Linked DNA regions of Pan troglodytes: region 1 is linked to region 2. Evidence: chromatin contacts called from public capture Hi-C data. All regions are on one chromosome and are shown on one strand. Each heading gives the region's core, a stretch centred on a gene start, on an enhancer-like site or on the middle of the called end of the contact. The rest is flanking DNA. Distances are from core to core; before and after follow the strand shown.

Region 1 (5,286 bases), core at 2,646-5,145, 350 kb after region 2:
TAGACAAGGATAATAATGACAATGCTTATCTGATTGTGTTGTCGTGAGGATTAAATGAGTTTACACATATAAACGCTTAGAACTGTGTCTGGCACATAAAATTTCTTAATAAATATTTTCCATTATTATTACAGCTCGTATTTTTTAAAAATTAACCAGTCTCTTTTAAAAAGACAAAAAAGCTTTATTTTATCTTGATTATAATTCTAGGCCAAGCACACTGACTTACGCCCTGTAATCCCAGCACTTTGGAGACCAACGCAGAAGGATCGCTTGAGCCCAGGGGTTCGAGACCAACCTGAGCAACATTGGGAGACCCCCATCTCTACAAAAAAATTAAAAATTAGCCGGGTGTGGTGGCACACACCTGTGGTCCCACCTACTCAGGAGGTTGAGGCAGAAGGATTGCTTGGGCCCAGAAGGTCGAGGCTGCAGTGAGCCATGATCACGCCACACTGCACCCCAGCCTGGGTGACAGACCGAAATCCTGTCTCAAAAAAAAAGAAAAGAAAAGAAAATGAAAAAAGAGTGCATACTCTGAGCCTGAGAGCCAGATAACTTTTTGGACACAGCCCTGACTGCTGTTCCTCCATGGTGTCCTCACCACCAGCATAAATGAACTGGTCAGTCAGCTAGTGTACCCTGGTGTGGTTGTGCCTGTTGTTAAACGTTTAAAAATAGTTCTATACTGGTTTTCAAATAGCTTCCTGCCCCAGCCTGCCCCCAGTGTTCTGGCCCCTCCCAGGGTCTCCAGATCTGCCCATGGCCCAGCAACTAAAGGGTTTACACCTGGTGCAGCAGGTGGACGGGCGGCCTCTGCACTGGGGGCTGCAGCTGTTCCAAGCAGCCGAGGCTCAGGCCAGAGCAGCCGCTAGAGATTTAGGTCCTCCTCTTGGGTGAAGAGGGAGAGAAAATGAAAGCATGGGGAGCTTCTCATTTTCACACATAAAGACTGAATTTCTTTATAAATATTTCCTATCATGATTAGTATAGGTAATATTGATTTCAAATTAGTCTCTTTTTTTAAAATACAAAGAACTTTATTTTATCCAGGTTAGAGCTGTAATACATGTGTATTATTAAACATTCAAATGAAACAGAAATATTTGCCTGTGGGGAGAATGTCTGCGGTGGCCTCTGGTGACAGCTCTGCAACAGAACTGAGACAGCCACCTCGCATGGTGCTTGGGAGTCAAGCCAAGCTAACCTGGACGTCGTTCCTGTCAGTCATCTCGGGTACAGAGGAGGAAGAGGTGACCCAGGGTGGAGCAACAGATGGTGCATGTTCCAGACAGGCTGCTTTTTGTCTGCCTGTCCCAGGACAGGGCAGGGCCCCCGCCAGCCCTGCTTAGACCTTTAGAAGACTTCAAGGGGAAAAAGACTTTACTAGTCAAGGGCTGGGAAAACTGTGCAAGGGGAATATCTGATCATTTCTAAATGTTATCTTGAAAAGAAAAGAAAGAGGCTTTATTGAGAAACATTCCTGCTGGTGTCTGCCTCTCGGAGCCCTGCACCTTCCACTCCCTGCTCTAGAAAGAAAACCATTGATTCATTTAGGTCCTGCCAAGGAGACAAGCATCCCATGATCTTCAGCCAGAAATTCCCCTGGGCCACATGAAATCAAACTATCCATGTCTGTTTTGTAAGTGGCTTTGAAGTTGAGACATTGTGGACATATTTCCACGTAAATGAATATAGGAACACCACCAGCTGCAATGGCTGCATGGGATTCCACTGTACAGAGGGAGTAGAACTTATTTAGCCAGTTGTCCAGAAAATTGCTGCAGGGTACATCCATATAATTAAATCTTTGTAAAATTTTCCAAGGGATAGTTTCCTGGAGTGTGGATGGCTGAGACCTCAGCTCCAGGGCCTGTGCACTCCCCACTAGCTATGCTTCAAAGGTGAAGACACTTGGGGGTGGGGGGCAGGAATTCGGGGGGTGGGCAGGAATTTGTGGGGGTGGGTGACTGTTTAAGAAATAAATCCTGGGCCAGGCATGGTGACAGCACTTTGGGAAGCTGAGGCAGAAGGATCACTTGAACCCAGGAGTTCGAGACCAGCCTGGGCAAGATAGGGAGACCCCATCTCTATGAAAAACTAAAAAGTTAGCCAGGCATGGTGGTGTGCACCTGTAGTCCCAGCTACTTGGAAGGCTGAGGCGAGAGGATCTCTTGAGCCCAGGAGATTGAGGCTGCAGTGAGCTGTGATCTCGCCACTGAACTCCAGTTTATGTGACAGAGCAAGACCCTGTCTCAAAAAGAGAAAGAGAGAAAAAAAGAAAAGAAGGAAAAGGAAGGAAGGAAGGAAAGAAAGAAAGAAAAAATAAATCCTGGGGCCAGGTGCAGTGGCTCACGCCTGTAATCCCAGCACTTTGGGAGGCCGAGGTGGGTGGATCACCTGAGGTCAGAAGTTCAAGACCAGCCTGGCCAAGATGTTGAAACCCCATCTCTACTAAAAATACAAAAATTAGCCGGGCATAGTGGCGGGCACCTATAATCCCAGCTTCTCGGGACGCTGAGGCAGGAGAATTGCTTGAACCCAGGAGGCAGAGGTTGCAGTGAGCCAAGATCACACCACTGCACTTCCAGCCTGGGCGACAGAGCAAGACTCCGTCTCAAAAAAACTAAAATAAAATAAGGAAAAAAGAAATCCTGGAAGATTTGTTCCCGGCACCCAGTATTGTGGCTGAGACATGCCCCAGACAAGAAGCCCAGAGAGCCGCTCCCCCTAGAGAGGCTAGGACAGAGGATTCCTTGCCAGGGCCCTGAGGATGCAGAGGGAGGTCAGTCCTGCTGCCTCTATCACGCCTTCTTATTCCACCCCCACCCGGCCCAGACCTCCTTGGAGTCAGAGGAAGTTGCTGACCTGTCCCCTGGGGGAATAATTGTATTAGTGATAAGGTGGCCTCTGGCAGCTTAGTCAGCAGATTCAGGGCTTTGGGCTGAGTAATCCTTTGGCGTCTGCCCCAGCAGCTGGTGATCACAGATCGGGGAGACCCCCCAACCCCCAGGCCCTGCTGGGCTTTGGCTTCCTTTCCCCCAGCACAGTGCATAGGGCACAGCTCTGGCTGGCCTGACCTGCCAAAGAACCCAGGGCCAGGCTCAGAGGGGATTTTGGCTGGCATCCACGTGATGGAGTGACAGAATACAGTCAAAATCAACAGCGTAAAAATGGGCCGGTCAAACACTGCAGGGGGCTTTCATTTAGATGGGACTGGGTTTCTTGTGTGGCCTGGCTTGTTTTGTTTTTGCCATTTTAGGTAATACATACCCACTACAGAATACAGGGAAATATAGACAAGGTTGAAAACAGATTCTCTGTCCATTAAATGCCTTGGGATCCTCATCCCCAGCTAACCCGAAACTCTAAGCCTGTTCCCTGGAATCTTCCATCTGGATGGAGGAGAGAAAGTTGACCTGGAGTGAGGTTCAACATAAGGACAAGATCTGCACCCGGACAAGCTCTCTCTCGGAGAGCACAGGCGGCCTGAGGAGTCAAAACAGGTGGCCTGTGGAGTCAGCACAGGCAGCCTGGAGGAGGTGAGCCCTGCACAGGCCTTCAGGGATGGGAAGGGTCTGGGCAGAAGGAGCAGGAGGGCCAAAGCCAGCCTGGCTCAGCGGCCTCCCCTGCGCCTGCTGCCCCTGAGAGAAGGAAGCGCTCTCCTCCAATAGCCCTGCCCCCGCTTCCTCCCTTCCATCTGCCCTTTCCCCTTCAGTTCACCTCCTTTAATTCCACCACAACCGCCCAATGGGACACCATCCTACTCATTCCAGAGAGCATGAAACTGAGAGGCTGAATAACTTCCCCAAGCCCACACAGCCAGGCTCTGAGAGGAGGGGTGCTGGCCCAAGCCTGCCCTTAAGCCCGGGCCCGCTGCAGGCCGGAGCAGCCCCTTCTCTCCTGCCGGCTGCCTCCCCATCAAGCCTGCAGGTGTCTCTCCAGAGATGCTGGGCATGGGGCAGGGTTTGAAGTACACCCACCTCCACCTCTCTTCCTGGCTCTTTCTCCTCTGTAGCTCCCATTTTAAAAGGAACTGCATTCCTAAAATATTTTTCTTTAAATATCTAAATTCGTTGGGGAAAAAAATCTTTCCTTAATGTTACCCTCCCTGCCACCCCTCAGCCCCGTCTCCTTCCCTCACAGCCACGCTCCCTCCCCACAACTAGGCCTTCTGAATCATGCTCCCTCCCAGGGCACCAGCTCCTCCGGCTGCTGCTGAAACCCAAGGAGGCAGCTGCCCCTCCTGGGAGGGTGTCCTGGTGCAAAGCTGAGTGCGGTGCCAAGCACAGTTTGAAATCCTCATCTGCATCCCCAGCCTCCTCCACCACTCACTAGCTGTGTGGCCTGAAGCAAATTACTTAACTTCTCTGACTCTGTTTTTCCTCACCCATGAGTTGAAGCTAGTAAGGACAGCTCCTTTACAGGGCTGCTGTGAGGTTTGAAGGATCTGTGTAAGAACTTGGCATGCTTCCTTTCTGCATGACACGGAACACTTGCATGGTGACACCACCATTGCTGATTCCTCCCCGTCCCTGGCTCCCGCGACAGCGCAGCGCTGTCCTGAGTTTCCATCTTGTCTCTGATGTGCCTTTCTCATCAGCTTGTCCTTGGCTCCAGCCACCAGAGTCTGAGACCCTTGAGCTCAGCCTTAGGCATTTTCAAAGCTGCACACATTTGCTCCAGGCGGCCCCCAAGTCCTGGGGTTACTACCTCTGTGCAGATAAATTGGGGGTGGTTTGGTCTGGGGCATGTGGAGCTGGACTCCACGGTGGAACTGATATGAAGTGGCCGTGGAAGCCTGAGTGTGTGTGAAACTGCCCGAGGAGAGAGCGGGAAGGGCTGCTGGGACCAGCCTCTGGGTACATGGAGGTGATGACAAGTTCAAGGCAAAGACACGTGTTCCAGAAGAGATGGGAAAGAGCGGCTTCAGGAAGGAGGGAGTGGCCAGTCAAATTCATGGAGGATGGCCTCAGCTTCAGTCTTAGGTGGAGCTGGAGACCTTGTCCTGAGGGGCTTTTTGGCAGAGGAGGCAGGGAGGGGTGAGGACGGAGGAGAGGAGAACAGGTGAGAGCACCCAGCCCGGTGGCCTCGATCTTCTGAGGCCCCAGAAAGCGGATTACCCTGCAAAGCCCCTCGAGCTGACTTCCCAAATCCCTAATTGTGCTTCTCTGTCACAGGGAGGGTTAACCCCACTTACATAAGGGCCAGGCCCCGCCCCCTGTCCCCTTAACTCCATGATCCTTCTGGAAGCTTCACGCTCTGCCCGCTTCCCCTTGGGGTCTA
Region 2 (5,328 bases), core at 1,848-4,347:
ATAGGTGGCTCCCAGGCATGGCTGGGTGAATAGATTGGTCAAAGGAGAAGTGGTGAAAACTGGGGACTGGCTGTAAACACATTTCATGATTACATACAAACCCCCTTTCCTTTCTGTTCATTCTCCCTCACAGCAGCCAAAGTGGGCAAACCAGAAAATGGACTGGCCAGCCTTACCAGTGTGCCTGTCTGACCAGCGGGCGACCTGGTCACTGCCCCAGAGGGTCAAGGGAAACCTATTCTCCTTGGCCACATTCCTTGAGATGGTGATCACAGAGGACACTCAGTTGCCACATCAGGACTTTGATATTCAGATGGAAAAGGCTTATATGTTGATTTGAGTTAGTAATTAGGGCTTTTAAATTGCTCTTGTCGACATAAACACATACACTATTATTATTCAGTACTTCTGGTTTAAAACTCTTGTTCCACTGAACACATTATTTGGGGGTACATTGATACTGTTTCTATGTGGCATTTCAGACACTGGTGAAGAACATGAGCTTTGGAGTCAGACTTGGGTTGCTGTCTGGGTTCCATCACCTACTAACTATTGTGTGGCCTTGGGCAGGTTAATTAACCTCTCTGCGCCTCAGAAAATATGGAGGTGATAATAAAACCTACTTCACAGAGTCGTTGTGAAGATTGAGATAATTCTGTGTAGTACTTACAGTGCCTGCCACTCTGTAAGTACTAAAAATACAATCAGCTGTTATTTTTATTACCATGTAATCTAAAGACATGAAAGTCACAGAGGACAATGATGATAATCGTTGTCCCCATCCTGTGTAGACATTTTATAGTCACTTTAGCTTGGGTTGTAAAGTGTTGGGAGCAAAATGAGAAGTAAAATTTAACAGTTCAGGTGAAAATAGCGTTTGAGAAGTAGGTAGATTTAATTGGGAGAAAATTGATTTATACCCAATATGCAGGCCCAACTACTAGAAAATGAAAAGCAGTCATCTTAATACCAATTGTTATCCACCTAGTTCCTTGGGTAGCTTTTACCACAAATTCATGATAGAATTTGTAGACAGGAACAAAAAACTACTTAGGATTAAAAGTAGGAAAAGAAACTACTTCCCATATTAAGGTCCTGTGACAATGCAAAGAGGTGGATTGGGACTCTGGCCTAGGGCAGCTGTCCAGGGTGGACACGGATGGCCATAGGAGTTGTGATGTGCAAAAGAAGGAACAAGGGAAGGAGGGATTGTGTGGGACAAATATATAAATCCAGCAGTGTGTGTTTGAAAACTCAAGGATGGCAGACCCGTTGCTTCTTTCACTAACCCGCTGCGCCTTGAGTCATTGTAGTTAGTGAATTGGGTGGCTGCGTGTCCATATGCCTCATTTGACTGGCATCGCTGCCTGGAGGAAGCTTAGGCCTGGAAAAAAGTGGAGACTCATGCTCTGGGTGCCTGCTGATTGTAGGCCCAGGTGAGAATAATGCAGGCAATTGAAGATTTTTTTTTTCTTGCTCTAATTTTCACCTGAGAGCTATGCCCACTCAGAGAGGGTTGGGGGAGAGTAGAACAGGAAAGAAACAGAAGACACTTTGGGTTTGGGCTCAGAAGATTCAGCTCACATCCAGCTTCTATCACTTACAAGTTGTGTGCTCATTCACAAGTTGCTGCTGCTCTCCAGGTTTCAGTTTTCTCATCTGTAAAATGGAAATAATAATTCTTATAGCATCCAAGGTTATGTAACAAGTATAAATTAGTGACAAATTGGAGTCTGTGGAGGTGTAACTTTGCTCATAACTCAGCTCAAATTGTTCACAAGCCCCCGTTTCACTTGGTAGTGTAGGGGAGGGAAATGTGGCTTGCCCCTCACCCTTCTAGGTTCCTTGGCTGGGCTATGAATTAAATTGACATAAGACAGATTAACAGGAGGAAAGCCATATTTAATTATATAAGTACACACGGGAGCCCCACAAAATATGAGACTCAAAGAAGGGTCAGATGACTGAAGCCTATATTGCATCCTGAGCTACAGAAAGGAATAGTGGGGCTAGGAGCCGGGCGTGGCGGCATACTCCTGTAATCTCAGCACTTTGGGAGGCCAGAGCGGATGGATTGCTTGAGGTCAGGAGTTTGAGACCAGCCTGGTCACCATGGCGAAACACCATCTCCACTAAAAATGCAGAGATTGGCCAGACATGGTGGCACACACCTATAATCCCAGCTACTCAGGAGGCTGAAGTGGGAGAATCACTTAAACCCGGGAGGCAGAGGTTGCAGTGAGCCAAGATCACCACACTGCACTCCGGCCTGGGCAACAGAGCAAGACTCCCTCTCAAAGAAAAAAAAGGGAGGCTTCTAGGGGTGGTAGCGACACAAGTTATGGGAGGGTGAGTCGGGGAATTGTATGGTGAATAAAGTAACCTTGTTAGGCAGATAAAAAGTCTGTTGAGTAATACAAGTTGCTTCTGAGCAGCCCTTGGGAGCGGAGGTGATTGGACTGGGATCAACCTCCAAGCTCCACTCCTGTGATCCCAGTTAATCTTCCCATGTTGAGAAGATTCCCAGGGAGCAGATTCATGACAATTGAGTTTGTTTTGCAGGATCCGTCTTTAGGCGGATAAGGAAGGCTTTCCCTGCCTGCATCTGCTGCTCCCCAAGTGCCTTCAGTTCTAAGTAATCAGCACACCAAAGTGGCATATTTTGGGGTGGCATTTCCTGAACTCCTTCAGTGGACATGATTTGCATTAACACTTGGTAGACAGAGGCATGGGGGCTGGGAGAGGGGTGATATTTTATTTTCTAGTCAGTTAAAGCTAGTCCTTTCTGGTTTAGATGTCACTTCTGAACTAGGCCTGTTTTGGAAAACTGCCCTCTCTCCCAGAGTTCCTCCCTCCTTCTCCAGGTCCCTTCTCTTCCCCTTTCTCAGTCTGTTCTCCTGGGTAGGTCAGGGTGGAGGAGGAAGCATACATAGCGTTTTGGTCCTGAGGAAAGAGGGTGTGCTCCCCATTGTTCTTCTCTGCTGGTTCGTGCTGACCAGTGGAGCTGCACTTCGCATTGCCTGGTCTCTGGGACCTATGTCCTCGCTGCATCTGCTCCAGTCACAGGGAGGCGACTCTTGGTTTGTTTGGCAGCACACCATTGAGGGTTGGTGGACTCCAGCCTTCCCGCAGGACCCTCCTTACTAGCTCAAGCTCAAGCTCCACCATGGTCTTCATGAGTGCAGCTGATGCTCACAGGCTCCCCTGCATCCCTGCCAGGCTCCCAGCTCTGGCCATCCACCTCATGCCTAACCACCTCCTGTAGCCACATACTGGCTTTGTGGCTGCTGTGCCAGCTCCTTTCTCTGCTGGACTTGCCACAGCGCTGCATCTCCTCTCCTGCAGCTGTCCTGTGTTGCTGGGGTCACTCTGCAAGGTGATCTCCCAGCTCCCATTTTCCCATTTGGGAAGGAGGACCCAAGTCCCTGTGGCTTTGGGTTCCCAAAACTCTCTGTAGTTTTCTATTCCCACCCCCAGGTGGTTCTACCCTGGGCTGGGTATGGGGGAGACTGCATGAGGTGAAGGAAGAAGTTCCACACTGGAAACTTTAGTCCCTCCGTGCCAGTCTCCCCTCCTCCCTCAGCTCTCAAAGGGATTAACCCTTGTCATGGCTGAAATTGTGGCTCCCCTCCACCAAAAAAAAAAAGAAAAATTCATATGTTAAAGCCCTAACCCCAAGGTGATGGTATTTGGAGATGGGGCCTTTAGGAGGTAAATTTATTATTTATTATTTATATTTTTTTGAGACGGAGTTTTGCTCTTGTCGCTCAGGCTGGAGTGCAGTAGCGCGATCTCTGCTCACTACAGCCTCCACCTCCTGGGTTCAAGTGATTCTCATGCCTCAGCCTCCCACGTAGCTGGGATTACAGGTGCCGCCACCACACCCAGCTGATTTTTGTATTTTTAGTAGAGAAGGGGTTTCACCTTGTTGGCCAGGCTGATCTTGAACTCCTGACCTCAGGTGATCTGCCTGCCTTGGCCTCCCAAAGTCCTGGGATTACAGGCATGAGCCACCTCACCTGGCCAGGAGGCAGTTAAATTTAGATGAGGTCATGAGGATAGGGCCCCTGTGATGAAATTGGTGCTCTTATAAGAAAAGACACCAGAAAGTTTATCTCTGTCTCTACTCATAACCACTGAGGAAAGGCCATGTGAGGACACAGCGAGAAGGTGGCTATCTGCAAGCCAGAAAGAGAGCCTCACGAGAGCCCAAGCCTTCTGGACCTTGATCTGGGACTTCCAGCCTCTAGGACTGTGAGAAAATCAGCTTCTGTGATTTAGCCACCCAACCTATGGTGTTCTTTTATGGAAACCTGAGCAGACTAAGACCGCCCTTTCCCCTGTGGCAAGACATTGCCTCATGCCGTAGCTCTCCTCTTCTCTACCATGTAGCTTACAGGCCAAGCCCTTTCAGAATTCAAAACTTAAACTCTTTGATCTGAAGTACCCACTTCTTACAAATTCAAAGTGTTTTGCTGTCAGACCCTTCTGTCTGAAATGGGCTTCAGGAACTGATCTGTCATCTCCTCTGTCCTTGGATGCCTCACTGTGAGGGCCATGGAGCAACACAGTGTCACCTGCCACAAGCGAATAATACACTGGATAATAATTGGAAATCATATTTGGCGACAGGAGCAGATGTGAAATTATTTAGTACTATGCCTGTAAACAATTGGTACTTGGCGACTTAGATTTTGACATTGAGTAACAACTGTGAATTTCAGTGTCCAAAAAACAAAGTTGAATTACACTACAACAATGGTTGTCTGCTGGTTGGTGGCTTTGTTCCCTGGAGGTATTGTATCCAGACACTGAGGGATGTGGGTATGTGCAGTTTTAAAGATTTTCTGATGAGATTTAATGAATAGGTACATGTAAAAAATGGATTGTGATGGTCATTGCCTTCTTGTGTTGTGACCATCATAACCGCCTGCTGGCAGCTTCCACAGATGAGACACTCCAGGCATCTCTTCCAGGCATGGGAGCATTGCAAATGAACCTGGTTTCTATGGCGGGGGCATGCTCTTTAGAGTGAAAGAATTGCATGGAAAATAACTCAAATGTACATTTAAAACCACTCTTTCAGCTGGGCACAGTGTCTCACACCTGTAATCCCTGCACTTTGGGAGGCCAAGGCAGATGGATCACTTGAGGTCAGGAGTTTGAGACCAGCCTGGTCAACATGGCAAAACCCAACCTCTACTAAAAATATAAAAATTAGCCAGGTGTGGTGATGCATGCCTGTAATTCCAGCGACTTGGGAGGCTGAGGCAGGAGAATCGCTTGAACCCAGGAGGTGGAGGTTGCAGTGAGCAGAGATAGCACCAC

What was found. Capture Hi-C pulls out chosen DNA fragments and counts their contacts.
Region 1: a contact with region 2 is called in a capture Hi-C map of stem cell-derived neural stem cells, with 5 times the contacts expected there. The contact joins two enhancer-like sites. A contact is called at or near these places in 3 of 7 Hi-C or Micro-C datasets (blood, induced pluripotent stem cells and stem cell-derived neural progenitor cells) and 1 of 1 other capture datasets (stem cell-derived neural stem cells).

The regions. Positions count from the first base shown.
Region 1 is chr16:63,803,531-63,808,816 of NHGRI_mPanTro3-v2.0_pri, forward strand. NR2E3 (nuclear receptor subfamily 2 group E member 3) reads left to right here. Exons shown (of 13, transcript XM_016927697.3): 4 at 3,356-3,542. Among named protein-coding and RNA genes, the nearest start is that of NR2E3, 20 kb to the left of the region's middle. Within about 2 kb of position 3,896, at least 2 of the 24 cell types and tissues checked have an H3K27ac peak or open chromatin away from gene starts, as enhancers often do. A contact at or near this core is called in stem cell-derived neural stem cells, where this site is marked.
Region 2 is chr16:63,449,599-63,454,926 of NHGRI_mPanTro3-v2.0_pri, forward strand. The region is part of intron 7 of THSD4 (thrombospondin type 1 domain containing 4); the gene reads left to right. Among named protein-coding and RNA genes, the nearest start is that of NR2E3, 330 kb to the right of the region's middle. Within about 2 kb of position 3,098, at least 1 of the 24 cell types and tissues checked has an H3K27ac peak or open chromatin away from gene starts, as enhancers often do. A contact at or near this core is called in stem cell-derived neural stem cells, where this site is marked.